2 separate regions of the Mus musculus genome follow, and region 2 is linked to region 1. A link is a contact called in public promoter capture Hi-C data. All regions are on one chromosome and are shown on one strand. The core of a region is the stretch at or near the end of the contact, and the rest is flanking DNA. Distances in the headings are between cores, read along the strand shown. Region 1 overlaps Bcas3 (breast carcinoma amplified sequence 3). Region 2 overlaps Tbx4 (T-box 4).

Region 1 (7,093 bases), core at 3,858-6,357:
ACGTCCTCTTCTGGTGTGTCTGAAGACAGCTATAGTGTATTTAGATATAATAATAAATAAATCTTTAGGCCGGTCAGAGCGAGTGGGGCTAACTGGAGCAAGCAACCTTTGGTCCTAGCAACCACATGATGGCTCACAACCATCAGTACAGCTACAGTGTACCCATAAACATTAAATAAATAAATCTTTAGAAAGGAAGGGGAAGGGGAAAGGGAAGGGGAAGGGGAAGGGGAAGGGGAAGGGGAAAGGGAAGGGGAAGGAAAGGGAAGGGAAGGGAAGGGAAGGGAAGGGAAGGGAAGGGAAGGGAAGGGAAGGGAAGGAAAGGAAAGGAAAGGAAAGGAAAGGAAAGGAAAGGAAAAAAAGAAATTGTAACAAAAACCAAAAAGATGCAGACTAGCTGACTGGATTTTAAAAGTCCATGACAGCAGAAAGGGATTGCTCGGCGTGTCAAGGATTTGAGTCAATGGGAGAGTGCTTGCCTAAAAAGCACAAGGCCCTGAGTGTCAGTCTTTAGTCCTGGAAGATTAGAAAATAAAATTAAGAATATAAACTACAGAAAGAGAGAGCAAACAAACCTCACCAGGACTACAAGCCTAGCACGGGCAATTTGGTGAGCCTCTGCCTCAGAATGCAAAGGTGACAGGACAACTGGGCACACAGCTCAGCAACGCAGTACTTGCCTAACATGACTGAGACCCTGAGTTTAGTCCCTACTGCATATATAGGATTTAAATAAAACTTAGGTGACAAAAACATGCACCCCAATTGAAGGCAGTTCCCACAACTATAGACTCCACATCAGTACACTGAAGGTGCCCCTAACACTACAAAGTATATGAACACAGGGAACAAAGCCACATTCCTGACAGAGTAACAGGATACATAAAAAGAAAAAGATGTCAAAATGTCTTCAGACTCTTCCACATAACTCAAAACTAATGCCTACAAAACTCGGAAATAATGTGATGATAACCAAGCAGTTGCTGGGCAGCCAAGCATTCAGAGAGAATAAAGACATTTCACACAATGGGTACGAGCTCTCCCTAACTTGTGTTTGCAGAAAGCTACAGAAGGACCACCCCCAAAATGTACGAGTGAAGCATGATGGGACAACCCCAGGAGGACTGTTTATTTTTTAACTTAAATTTTATGAGTTCTGTCCCATGTATTACATTTAATAAAAACAAATATTAAAACTTAACCAAATACATTAAGATGACATATAAAGAGGTTTTGTCAGAACATTTATCCTGTAAAACTGTACTTTAGATCTAAAAGAGTCTATTAGTGGAAATAATTTATTGACTAACAAAGCAATTTAAAGCAACTTTAATACAAGCAAAAGTTGAGAAATATTGATTAGTAACTTAATAAGCAAAAGAACTTCATAAATAAAATGAAAAAGTCAGAAATCTGCTTCTGTTAATTACACATGAGAGAAAGAACAGTCTGTTATTGTTACAAGTCCTTGTGGACAACCCTAAGGATCCCAAAACAGAGAAGGACAGTCTGTTAGAACCGTCTGTGTCAAAACATTGCACAAAAATATAAATGCAACACAAGAAAAAATACCCAAGAAAATCCAGGGCAAGTAGCAAGGGGTATGTAGGGGGAACAGAGGGAGAGGGGAAAGGGAGATGGGGGGGAGGGCTCTACAGATGAAGGCTTTGAGGGGTACACAGCTGAACTGCAAGGGGAAAACCACATGACTGTGGGGTAGTGTCCAGTTGTCCTTCCCAATTCATTAAAGAAAACCTAATTACATTATCCCTAAAATTACGTATGCACAATCAAGCTCTGAGTTTTAGTAAGCATCACTCTCACTAATTTAGAGAATTAACAGCTACATGAAGTCTTAATGAGATACTTAATTTCAGGATAATCTTTCAGATGATAATAGAATTAAGATATTTTATATCCTTATTTTAGAGAAACTTTAAAGTGTCCCATGTGATTAATATAATTATTTGCAACACATGTAAAATGTACTTTAATGAACATATGAAACAAGGAAAAAATAACTTTCTCTGATCTCATAATATGAAAGACTCAGAAAATTAAATAGGAACATATATTGGGACATTTCTACATAAATACAGCATATGTAACATTTAGCAGAATTTTCACGAAACATGGAGGGGGAATAGATTCAAAGAGCACTGTATACACAAAAATGTCAAAGTTTCATTCTTTTCTACAATGACTATACATTAATATATTTTAAAGAAGCAGTTGCCATAAAAGCAAGAGTTACAAGTTTAAAAGCCCACAACACCTTTCTGCCACAGCGAAGGCTCTGACCCACAGCAGAGACAATACTGAAAAGCAAGCTCTCTGGGGCAGCAAGTCCAACTGAGAAGGGAGAGGCTTGCAGGGGAGACCTGGGGGATACCCATAGAAAGAGGACGCCAGCAGCAGAACAAAGGCGGCCCAGAAGGATGCCCACAAAGCCAAGAAAGAAGACGGCTCGGAGAAATAGCTAGCAAAGGCACAGGCCAAATTGAGATCAAAGAGGATGGAGATAAATCAAAACCACAACAGAAAGTGAATAGCCATATTGAAATGGTTAAGATTACCTATTTCCCTGCAACTGAGAGCACTAAGGGTTTGTCTTGGGGGAGGAGAGAGGCAGAATGGACCTTTGCAGCACAGCAGCCCTGGGTTATCAGGCTTGCTGTCTGTAGTCCAAAACCAACAAAAGAGAAACCGTGTGACTTGCTTTTTCTTAAGGGCTACACTCACCCAACTGTGGAGCAGGCAAGATTCTAGCTGCTCGGACTGGACCATGTCGTACAGAGAAGAGCTCCTGGGCTTCCCCGCTGATCTGCATAAGGGAAAGCAGAAAATATCTCAGTATATTAATTAAACTGTGGGTCACAATGCTATTAGGCAAAAACAACATCGAAATTTTGTTGTGAATAGCTAGAAACACACACACACAAAAAACACTTTAGGATCATAGGCCCCTCGTGCACATCAAATACATCACTATCTTAAACCACCGTAAGCATTTTCAGGAAAACGTTAGAATTCTTTCTTAGTATGAACTTGGAAAAAAGTATGTTCTGTAAGTGTGTGATTTCTCCGCATTAAGCCATGAGGAGTCCGTGCAGTCCCTGCGCTCACTCTCCATGTTAGGGCCGGGGAGCTACAAGACTGTTCTGCAATATTCACGTTTGGTCATTACAGGCAATTATCTTTCCAGAACTGTTACTCTCAGTAAATCATTCCAATCTATCAGCTACGTTCTTTTGTGATTACAAAAATGGCTACTAAGAACAATAAAAACAAACAAACAAAAAACCAGGACCTCCCAGACTGCAATATTCTGTAAATAAGGGAATAATAAAGTTGTGAGCAACTTTGGAAGTCATCTCTTCTAATATAAACAAAGATCAACCACTTTGTCCATTCCCTTGGTAAGGTCAGATTCAATGCTTGGACATAAAGACATTAGTATTCTGTTTGTCCAAATGGCAAAGGGGGTATGTGAGTGTGCATCAAGTTTTTAAAAAATGCCTTTCAACTACTGGTTGATCTGATGAGCACATTAAAATAGAATTAGCAAGTAACAATTTTCTAGGCTGACTGTGGGAGGTGTTATTAATAGGGTCTCTAACACACTGCAGTAACTACCCAATGTTTGATGGAAAAAATATACAACATCATAAAAAACTGTACACATTATAAAACTGGTCCTAAAGACTCAAGAAATCTAATAGACAAAAGAAGTATCTCATAGAAGATTCACACTGTTGATTTTCTAATAGGCTTTCCTCAACAAGTGGCTTAGAATTCCAAGAATCTATCCATTATAAAGGGCTGGCCAACCTTCCAAAGTAAACATATATTCAGAGGAGCTCTTACAGAGAGAAAGAACTCACATCTTCCGCGGCTCTCCTATGTACCCTTTAGAGCTGTGAGCTGCAGGGTTTTCCTTTCCTGTAAATATTCCCATGAGGAACCCCAGCCCAGACAGTGCTACAACAGCACCACCTACCCAAAGGCTCTAAGAAGTCAGAAAGCAGGCCTGGGTTGCAGGGCTCCACAAGCCTTTCATTTCGGTAACAAAATCCATGAGCAAAACACAGTGGGGCTCTCAAGTCTCCATCTTATAACAACAGATAAGAAGGAAACTGTTTAATAAAAAACTGGAAGAAATTATTTGGTGAAATCTTCCACCCAATGCAGCAATCAAACATTTTTCTGAAATCTTAAAATGTACCACTTCTTTGGTTTCTAGACACACATATATGAATGGACTAAGAAATGGTATTGCCTACTTCTATTAAAGATGTGTTGTTAAGTTCTGAGTCTCCACCTCTTGAGAATAAACAAAGAAGGGCAAAGCAGAGAATGTTGAGTAAGCAATTACATTTTGAAAATACAGTAAAGATAAAAAAATAAGTCTATTTTCATAGAATTAAAAATAAGGTAAAACTTACAGTTGTAATAAGAAGGGTAATGAAAAATCGCACTTGTGAAATTTACACACATAACAAACTACAATGTGAACACGAAATCTCCTGTTCTGTGCTTTCATTTCCATGGGCCTGAGCAGGCATTTGTGGCTCGATCTAACAAAATTCTAACGTTAAAAAATATAATCTTATTACCCTGAGCCTCTGTGCTCCAATATACTATTGTTTTAAGATCTCTCAACATAATTGCAATACGTTTGTCCTCACTGAATTTAATACACTAGAGCAGAAAACATAGAAAAAATCCAAACACATGAAGCTTTACAATAAAACAATTTTCAAAACAAAGCAACCTCCTTATTCTAACCTGAACACATCTTTACATGTACAGCAACAGGTGAGAACAAAAACCAGGAGGATAACAAAAATGCACCCCCACATTCACTGCGGGAGCCCGCACTGAGTTGGGGAGCTGAGCTAGAATCCTCAGGTACAGCCTAGGAAAGGGAATGGAGGAGGCACTGTGCCATACACAGAGAGCTGGGGACATCCTAGACGCCTGACTCTATGCTGCTGAAATCAGAAGCATAGTTCTAACTGCAGAACGTAAGTCGCAAGTATCAGCCTCCCGGGAAAGAACCCTCCAACCATCCGTGAAAATCCTACATGAGAACAACACTGCGCGCAGACAGCACTACTCGGCATAGCCAGACAGGGCCTTCACATCAGAAAGCACACAGACGGGGATGGCTCCCAGCTGCCTCTAATACTTTCATCCAGCATGTTCATGGGTAACTTTGCTTTCAAATAAATACCAAAACAAGGTTAACTCAGTCAAAACTACTTTTGGGTTTCCCAGAAAAAAAGATCTTAGAAAATGGCAAAGAATCTCAATGAGGGAGAGCGTGTGGCCTGAAAAGTGAGCTGCAAGCTTACTTCTAAACTGAACAGCAGGGGCACGAGAGAGTGGACCCAGGACTCCAGGCTGGAGAGGAGGGTACACAGGAGGCCGCTCCCTCCCAGAGTTCCTCCTGGTCTCCGCCTTTGTCCTGCTGGCATTTAATTTCTGATGACAGACTTTTGTTGTTTAGGGCATAAACCGGACGTACCAGTTTGAAGGCACAATAAGGAGAACAAAGAATGATTTGTTCACACTGTAGGAAAAAAAATCTTTTCCAACCATAGAAAATAGCTTTCGCATGGTGAAAATATGCAAATTACATACCAAACTGGAAGGGAGTTGGGGAATACAAGTTTAGAATCTCACAACTCAACCTAAGGAAAAGGAAATTACAGTGCAAAAGACAGCGATCCACACACAGAATCATCTGGGAGACCTCTGAGAGCCAGCCTGCTCTGAAACCCTGGCGTGTCACGGACAACAGAATGGATCCCGGGTGAGCCCCAGGACACACACAGTGCTCTGCTCTACAGAGACAGAGAACTAGAATCCAAAGACTTTTTTGGCAAACTCTACTGACAGACAGCTTTCTATTTAAAATGTACGTGTCATCAGTTATACATGTACAGGCTAATGAATGTTCCATAAAGCATCTATGCTACTGACATACACCTCAAAAAAATTAGGCTGGTAACAAATGCAGAGGCAGGCGAATCTTGACCACATCTTGGAAGCCAAGCTTGCCTATACAAGAAATTTCACACCAGCTCAGACTAAAAGTTGACACTCTATCTCCAAAAAAATTAATAAATAAAACAACAAAAAGTTACAAGGCTTCAGAAGGCTTGCCACATCCCTCCCCGGTTATAGCCACAATCTTAACTTTCAAGACTGGGCACACATTTGCATTACTGGACACAGTGTAACTGGGGTCATATAGTATACTCTTATAGAACCTCTTCCACATTACTATGATTATAAATTAATTCATGTCAATGAATATGATTACAAGTCTTTCTTTCATTGGATGAAAACACTATGATTTTACATATCCCACCACTGACAGGCCTCTAATACATTTCTAGTTTGGACCCAGCAGAATTCCAGCTTCCTGGCCACCACAGTAACACAAGAGAAAGTTGGACATAATGATACACACCAATAACCCAGCACTTGAATGCTGAAACCTTTGAAATTACAGTTTCAAGGGCAACCTGGGCTGTGGAACAAAATCTTGTCTCAAAAAACGAAAACCAAACAAAGGCAGCTGGGCTGATGAGCATTACTGTGATCTTACTCAGAAGACCCAAGTCTTGTGTTTCTTGGTCACAGGTTCAGGCTCTGCCTGCTGGACTATACAGAGTGGCATCAAAAATCACCAAGGCGACTTAGTGAGAACCTATCTCAAAAACAACATTGTTAATAAACAGTGCGAGGATACAGCGCAGTGTGGGGATGATTATGTAACGTGAGGCCCTAGGATCAATATCTAATTCCACCAAACAATCGTACAAACAAATCAAGAAAAATTATATAAGAATTCACTAATTCTTCCAGTGGACTACCTGCCAGGCCACCATGATGTCATCTAATTTACAGCAATCTATACCACTTTATTTGTGCTATTTTACAATACTGTACAATACTAAATATCAAAAACTGACAGTAATGGTTCTTTGAGTTTTTAGAAATTGAACCCAGGACCTTGTACACACCAGGAAGGACTCAACCATGAGCCACATCTCTTGCCCTGCAACTTCTTGCTAAACAG
Region 2 (6,541 bases), core at 1,140-3,639, 520 kb before region 1:
GTCCATTCCCGTGCCATTAAAGACTTTGTGATTATAATTCCATTGGCAGCATCATATCCCAGAATACGAAGCAATCATTATTTACCAATTTGTTTTCTGCCGGTGGGGACATTTAAAAAAATTGATAGTACAATGAACAGTATCCGACATCCCGCTGTGAACTCATCTCCAGCTATTCTCTCAAGCTGCGAATACTTTTAGAGTCATTGTCCAGGCTACCAAATTGCTTTTTCCAGAAAAACTAGCAGTCTATTATAATGGTTATTAAACTATAAAAACTAGTTTAATAACCATTAAAGGCTCCCCTTTCTTTTCTTTCTTTTACTAATTGTTAGACAGGAGTGGCAATCTGCCACTCTGTGCATTTTGCATTGCTATGAGGTTGGTTTAATCATCTTTGTAATTCTTGTTGTAAGAGCTGGCACCTCTCTTTCTGGTTCTCTATGTCAGCCCTTTCTCCCTCATCCCCAGCCCAGCCGAGAGCTCTCCGTTCTAACATTGCCTCCAGATTGGCCCCTCCCCTCCTATTTCTGCATCCCAGTGTCCTTGCTCACTAGCTTCATCCATTTCTCTATAGCCCTACACTGGCTGCTCTCTCCTGGCTTCTGTGCCTACGGGCATCCCTTGTTCTGTGTCCAGAGGTCCCCATAGCAGAGACTAGAGCAACCAAATCTGAACCTAGAATTTTGCTGCTGGCTGCCATCAGGCTAGGATTAGTGTTGATAGGCAGCAGATGCAATAGAGGAGTCTGGCGGCTCTGACCTTGGTCCAGGAAAAGTGGGAGTGGGCACTTCCTGTGTCCTACCTGCTGAGCTCCACACAACCCTCCCATCTTTTTCTCCTCCGTGTCCCTCTCCGCCTCATTATTCTAGCGCAGGCTTTAATTTTCACAAATGATACAGTTTGGAGTTTCTGCAAGAGAATGCCTGTGATCCTCAGAGCCCTGGGGCCTGTTTGCCATTGTTGGAGAAAAGGGACCCTGGATGCTCTGCAGGCCCCATCAGACTGCGGTAATCGGCAGGGGCTGGTGGGCTGCTGTATAAAGTCGGTCCTTCGCAGTGAGACGTTGCAGAAATCCCGCTGGAGCTTTTTCTGCTCTTGCCCTGTCTACTTTCCTTCATAATGATGAATGGCTGAAAAGAAAACTATCTAATCTCCAAACTGCTGGCTTTTTTCCCCCTTCTCTTTCTTCAAGGAAAGGAGGAAGAACACGGTCACATAAAACAGAGTCCTTCATCGCAGGCTCCTCAGGAGACGTCCATTCCCTTTTCATCCCGGGGCCTGTTTCTGATCTGTGATGGGCTTGCATTGAAAGCTCCAGGCTGGCCTTCTCTAATCGGCAGCGACAGACGCTGCAGTTGCGAGGGCTGCCCATTGAAATTGAATTGATTACCCGGGCCCCTCTGCCATTTTGTTCTGCGCGCGATTGCTTAATAGCTGTCACCTTGGCTTTCAGTCCCAGCCGGCTTGGGGCTGACTGGTTCCCATTACTCAGGATAGCCAGTGCAAGTTCACCACCCTTGACAGGATGTCCCTGATTGATTCCGTATGCCTTGGAGACCTGTGAGAGATTTGCATAGGGGTTGCTTTGGGGGTGGGGGTGGAGTAGGAACCTCTGGGCCACAGAGGCTGCCAGGTTTTGGCTGTGGGGCTCACCATATTTGAATCATTACCTGAATTGAGTCTGGCCTCTGCTGACATAACTGCTAATGAATTTGTAAATTTTGCAAAACTAGAAAACTTAGCCTGTTCTAACCTTGGCTGTCACCACCTGCCCCTTCCCTACACACACACACACACACCCCGCCCCGGCCCCACCTCCATCATTGGGGGCCACAAGCAGTGCTTTTCTGGCCTGAGCTCTTTGAAATGACAATCTCTCCCTCCCTGCCACCCCTGCCCTAGCAGGCAGGAGAGCCAGGCTTGGAGGGAGACATCTTTCAAGTAAAATCCTTTGCACTGGGAACTCCTTCAATTAGACAGCAGGCGGAATGTTAACATGCCCTCCGGCCTTTTAAGTGGGTTTTAATTTTATGTTGTAAGATAAGACACTGCATGGCTACTCCTCTAGCAGGCTCCATTAGAGGAGCCAGTAGAGGCCTCTTGACCCCCCGAGGCCCTGCTGAGGCAAGAAATCGCTTTGGTTTTTTAACAATTTGTCAGTCTGACCCAACTTCTTCTTTGTGATTCTAGGACCTTCCGTTGCAGAGGGTTGTGGGGTAGCTGCCCGAGGCCGAGGCCTTGAGCCCTTGGCTATAGTGGAACCCTGGGATTACTGGCCACAGAATGGAGCAGTAATCGGCTATTTTTTTCCTCCCCAAGCAGGGCACAGCAGAAGCAGGCAGTGTCATGTGGCAGGCTTCTGAGCCGATGATGTATGGCCTGCTGGTGCTACTGAATGGTGCCCTTTGTTCCACGGGGTCCCATGTGCACCCTTTTTATTGAGTTGTTGATTCAGAGGGGCAGGAAAAGTTCCACAAATCCCACTGCAGGCCCTGCTCTTGCCATGCCCAGGTGGGGCAGCCAGGGTAGCTTATGCTTCCCAGAAAGTCAGGAGGACTCTGTGGGCTGCTCAAAGCTGAACACCTCTTTTGAGACGATTCTCTTACTGAGCCGAGTAGGTGCTTAGAGAGAATCTAGGAACGCACACCCAGCCCTCCGAGTTCCAGGGGGGGGGGGGGGGGCGGGGAGCATCCTGGCAGGGTACCATCTTTGGAAAGATACAGGCAGGGACCTGGGAGTGAAGAGCCATCTTCCCTGTCCCTGAGCCAAATCCAGGTTTTGTCTGTGAGGGAGTAATACAAAGCTGCCGACCAGAGGTCCCACAGAGCCACAAGGCAGAGCCAGGGCAAGAGGCCTTAAAAGCATCCCTCTTCTGGCCTCTCTGAGTTTCATGACCATCTTAAGTGGAGACCATGGTGCTGGAGAGAACATTTTAGGGGATGGACGAGCGTGTGGGTGAGAGTCACATAGACACTTGTCCATGCATGGCTGTCACCTCTCTGCGGGTTCCTTTTCTTCACCTGATGTGGCAAAAGCCCAAGTTGGAGTTCCTCTCCCTCAATCCCTCCATCCTGAGGCCAGGGTTTCTCTTCATATTTATGAGGATGAAGTTGGCTGACAGCTTCGCACAGCCAGCTGCCCCAGGAAGTGCCAGACCGAGGCTCAAAGCTACAGTTACTCTTCAGAAACAAGTGCACAAAGAGCATCAGAGGCTCTCTACTTAGGAGACGGTCCCCCCCCCCAACTGCAGGCTTGTGCTGATGTTAACAGAGATGAGAGCCACACTGCCTGCCTGTTCTGCTTTTCAGGGGTCTTTGTGAACCTAGCCCCGTAACCCAGGGAGGAACACGAGATGGAGGAGACTTTGAACGAACTTCACTCTGAGGGCCCATGGTTACAAACAGAGAGGCACCGAGGCCCCACCCACTTGAAAGGAAAGGCAGACACTATTGCCAGGCAACGGCAAGATGTTAACAAAGGACAAACACACACTTCACAGTTGTAAGATGGCTTTATGTTCCAATATGCAAAACAAAATGTCCATGCTATATATCAAAAACACTTGAAGTTTCATACCGCCTGTCAGCTAGTGTGTTTTCTAATAAAGCTTTATCTGCAGTGTGCATTTATAATATATATATATGTTTTATCTTTAACATCAAACGTAATAAAAATTTAAATAGATGTCTTTCCAAATACTTCCTTCAGCATTTGTTTTCAGTAAGTTTATTTGTAAAAAAAGCAAAGCTGAATTTGACATGTGGCCCGCATTTGTGAGATATATATTTATTTATATATTTATTTATTTATATAATATATAAATAGCTATTCAGCATGCAAAGAGTTTAGTGATCTCCAGAGTTCATACCGGCCGCCCTGACGTTCTGGTGACGTGTGATGCTGATGGACCAAGGATACTCCCCTCCCTACTCTGAAGGGATGATATGCTCCTCTGAGCTTGAACACTCAAGTACTTTCTCTCAGCTGTCCATCTTCTGCCAGCCGGCATCCTCGCTCCAGGCATGTATGTAGGTTTTCTGGGAGCAGAGCCAGTCCAGCGGATATGTGACATCAGTCCAGTGAGATCTCCAAGGGACACTGCCGGGTAAGGGGCGTCTGACTGCCCATCCTGGGATGCAGACGGTGTCTCCCAGGCTGAGAGGGAGGCCACATGCTAGCACTGGGAGGGGAGGGACTCTGTACGAATCATGAGGTGATGGCGCATGACTCCTTTTTGAAAGTCATGCTTCAGACCCTGGGGCTTCAAGAATCCAAGTCCAGGCCAACTCCACTCTCAAAACACTCTAAGGCTCAGGTAGTATCAACACAATCTCCAGAAGCTAAGGGAAGGGGGTGCTTCTGTTCCCCAAAGTGGCAGCTCCCCGTGCTGGTGGAAGACCAGGGAGTCTATGGTAAGCATGGATACCCCACCCCTACCCAGGCAAAAGAAAGGCCCTCCCTGTGCCAGAGATCTCACTTGGCCCCTGAGTAAAACCAAAGTACATTTCAGAAAGCTCCAGGTGACTCCTGAGCCCTCTACTTCTATCCCACCCAGGGCATGCCAAGAGATGTCAGCTAATGGTGGACTCGGCTCCTGTAGCCAAAGTCACTTCTTAGATAATTGCATTTTTTTCTTGTTTTGGCCTTAGTTGCATGTCAGAAGACAGATGCTCTCTGACCACATGTGTGTAGAAGTTCAAGCACGCGCACACACCACACACACACACACACACACACACACACATTCTGAAATACCTTTCCATGTTTCTTGGCAGTGCTGGCCACCCACAGAGATTAACACTGGATTGACATGGCCCTGGGGCTGTTAAGGATACAGGTAGTCTCGTCATCCATCGGTCCAGTTCTCCACAGTCCCCATCCCTGAATGATACTGTAAGGATGACTCCCGGGTCAAGGAGAAGCTCTGTGAGTAGAGGAACTCGTTGGCAGTGTTCAGGTGAGGTGAGGGTGGCTTCCTCTCACACATCCCAGGGAGGCCACGCTCTCTAGGGAAGGAAGCAGAGGGCCCCCGCTCTCGGACCTGAGACTGGGATAGCTGATTGTACACACTAAAGTGGGCATTTCCTGGTGGCTGGGCGCTCTGGGCGGCGATGGTGGGCAGCCGAGGCATCACTGTGGTGGCAGTAAAGTGTGCGGGGAAGGGCTGGTAAGGCACAGTCTCCATGGTCTGAACGCTGTAGCTGGTGTATGGCGACACCGACGTCCACATGTTACAGCTCAGTGGGGGTGGGGGCAGGTCGTCCACGGCTGACACCCCTGCGATCTCAGGCCCCGAACTCGAGTACATACAGGCTTCTCTGGGGGTCACCTCACTGCAATAAGAAGGGCTCAGCATCTGCTGGTCGTAGGGAGGGGGAGAACGGAAATAGTGATCGTCCCCCACTGAAGAGGGGGTTTCCAGGTAGGATCGCTTGCAGGGCAAGTCCAGGTGGCGGGCACTGTCTGCCGAAAGAGAGAGAAGTGCTCAGAAAGAGGCCGTTCCCGCCAGCCCAGGGCCTGGTGTCCTCCCCAGCCCCACCCCCACATGCCAGGACATCCTGCCCTTTTCACTCAGCACCCACCCTGGTCCCCCATGTTGCCTGGCACTCCCAGAACCATTTGAATAAGCTGCAGCTTTTATAAGGTGGCAATGACCAAGAAGCGGTCAATTTATGGACCCTTGCCAAAGGCCAAGGGGGACACCACATCCCTGGACACCGAGGGATGTGCTGCATCGGGCAGCACTCGGCTCTGATCCTTTGCCAACCGGACTCTCGGGATGCAGAGCGGCCCTTGTTCACACTGGCATTTCTCAGACTAGTGCAACCTTGGCCCAGGAAAGCAGAAACAACTGCCAGGTCGAACCAGGCCCAGAGACCACATCTGTCAGAACTAGCCAGCAAATTAAGGCCAAGATGTTACTGCCTCAACCCTCAGTGCCTGTGGAGAGCCTCAGGAAGTGGGAGGTGGGCCAAAGAGCTTGTAAGCAAGCTTTTGCTGTTTTGAGAAGAGCAGTTTAACCCTACTATGTTCAAAGAAGACACATCAGCTGCTGTCAGGCCAATCCCCACATAACAAGTGAAAAGGCTTATATGTGCAGGCTACTTTGATGCTCTCTGGAAAGATGCCACCAGCCAACACAAACCACCCCTCTGCATCTTCCCCCAACTGTGTGGGCTCAACTCTCTAGAGTGGCATGTCTTCTCCTGGAACCTAGGATATCGGAGGCTTGAGGGCTAGGGCGGCAGCCCTCTCAACAAATTTAAGAACACTTTCCTCTTGGCTTTTCTTGGCCGCCCTCCTGTGCTTTCTCTAGGGATCCATTCAGGGAGCCATGTATACAGAGATGGACAGCCTAGAGGAGGGAGGGGCTGAGCACCTAACCCTGCTGCAGATTGATTCAAGGCTGCCTGGGGACACCAACTCTCCTTTCTCCAACATCCGCCCCTGAGCTACATTCCTGTAGTTGGCAGGTGACCTAGCACTCTGGGTCAGGGAAGGCCAGACAGGTAGTATATAGGCCTTAAGGCCACCCAGT

What was found. Promoter capture Hi-C pulls out the DNA fragments that hold promoters and counts their contacts.
Region 2: a promoter capture Hi-C map of second pharyngeal arch cranial neural crest shows a contact between it and region 1. The contact joins two enhancer-like sites. A contact is called at or near these places in 3 of 39 promoter capture datasets (the C10 cell line, cranial neural crest and second pharyngeal arch cranial neural crest), 2 of 115 datasets of contacts at active chromatin or transcription factors (embryonic basal ganglia and embryonic stem cells) and 1 of 9 other capture datasets (embryonic stem cells).

What each region holds. Positions count from the first base shown.
Region 1 is chr11:85,391,070-85,398,162 of GRCm38.p6, reverse strand. Bcas3 (breast carcinoma amplified sequence 3) reads right to left here. Exons shown (of 24, transcript NM_001166643.1): 6 at 2,743-2,824. Among named protein-coding and RNA genes, the nearest start is that of Bcas3, 41 kb to the right of the region's middle. Within about 2 kb of position 5,107, at least 96 of the 459 cell types and tissues checked have an H3K27ac peak or open chromatin away from gene starts, as enhancers often do.
Region 2 is chr11:85,913,054-85,919,594 of GRCm38.p6, reverse strand. It overlaps Tbx4 (T-box 4), which reads right to left. Exons shown (of 9, transcript NM_011536.3): 9 at 3,498-5,466. The coding sequence ends at 4,850. Among named protein-coding and RNA genes, the nearest start is that of Tbx4, 30 kb to the right of the region's middle. Within about 2 kb of position 2,389, at least 41 of the 459 cell types and tissues checked have an H3K27ac peak or open chromatin away from gene starts, as enhancers often do.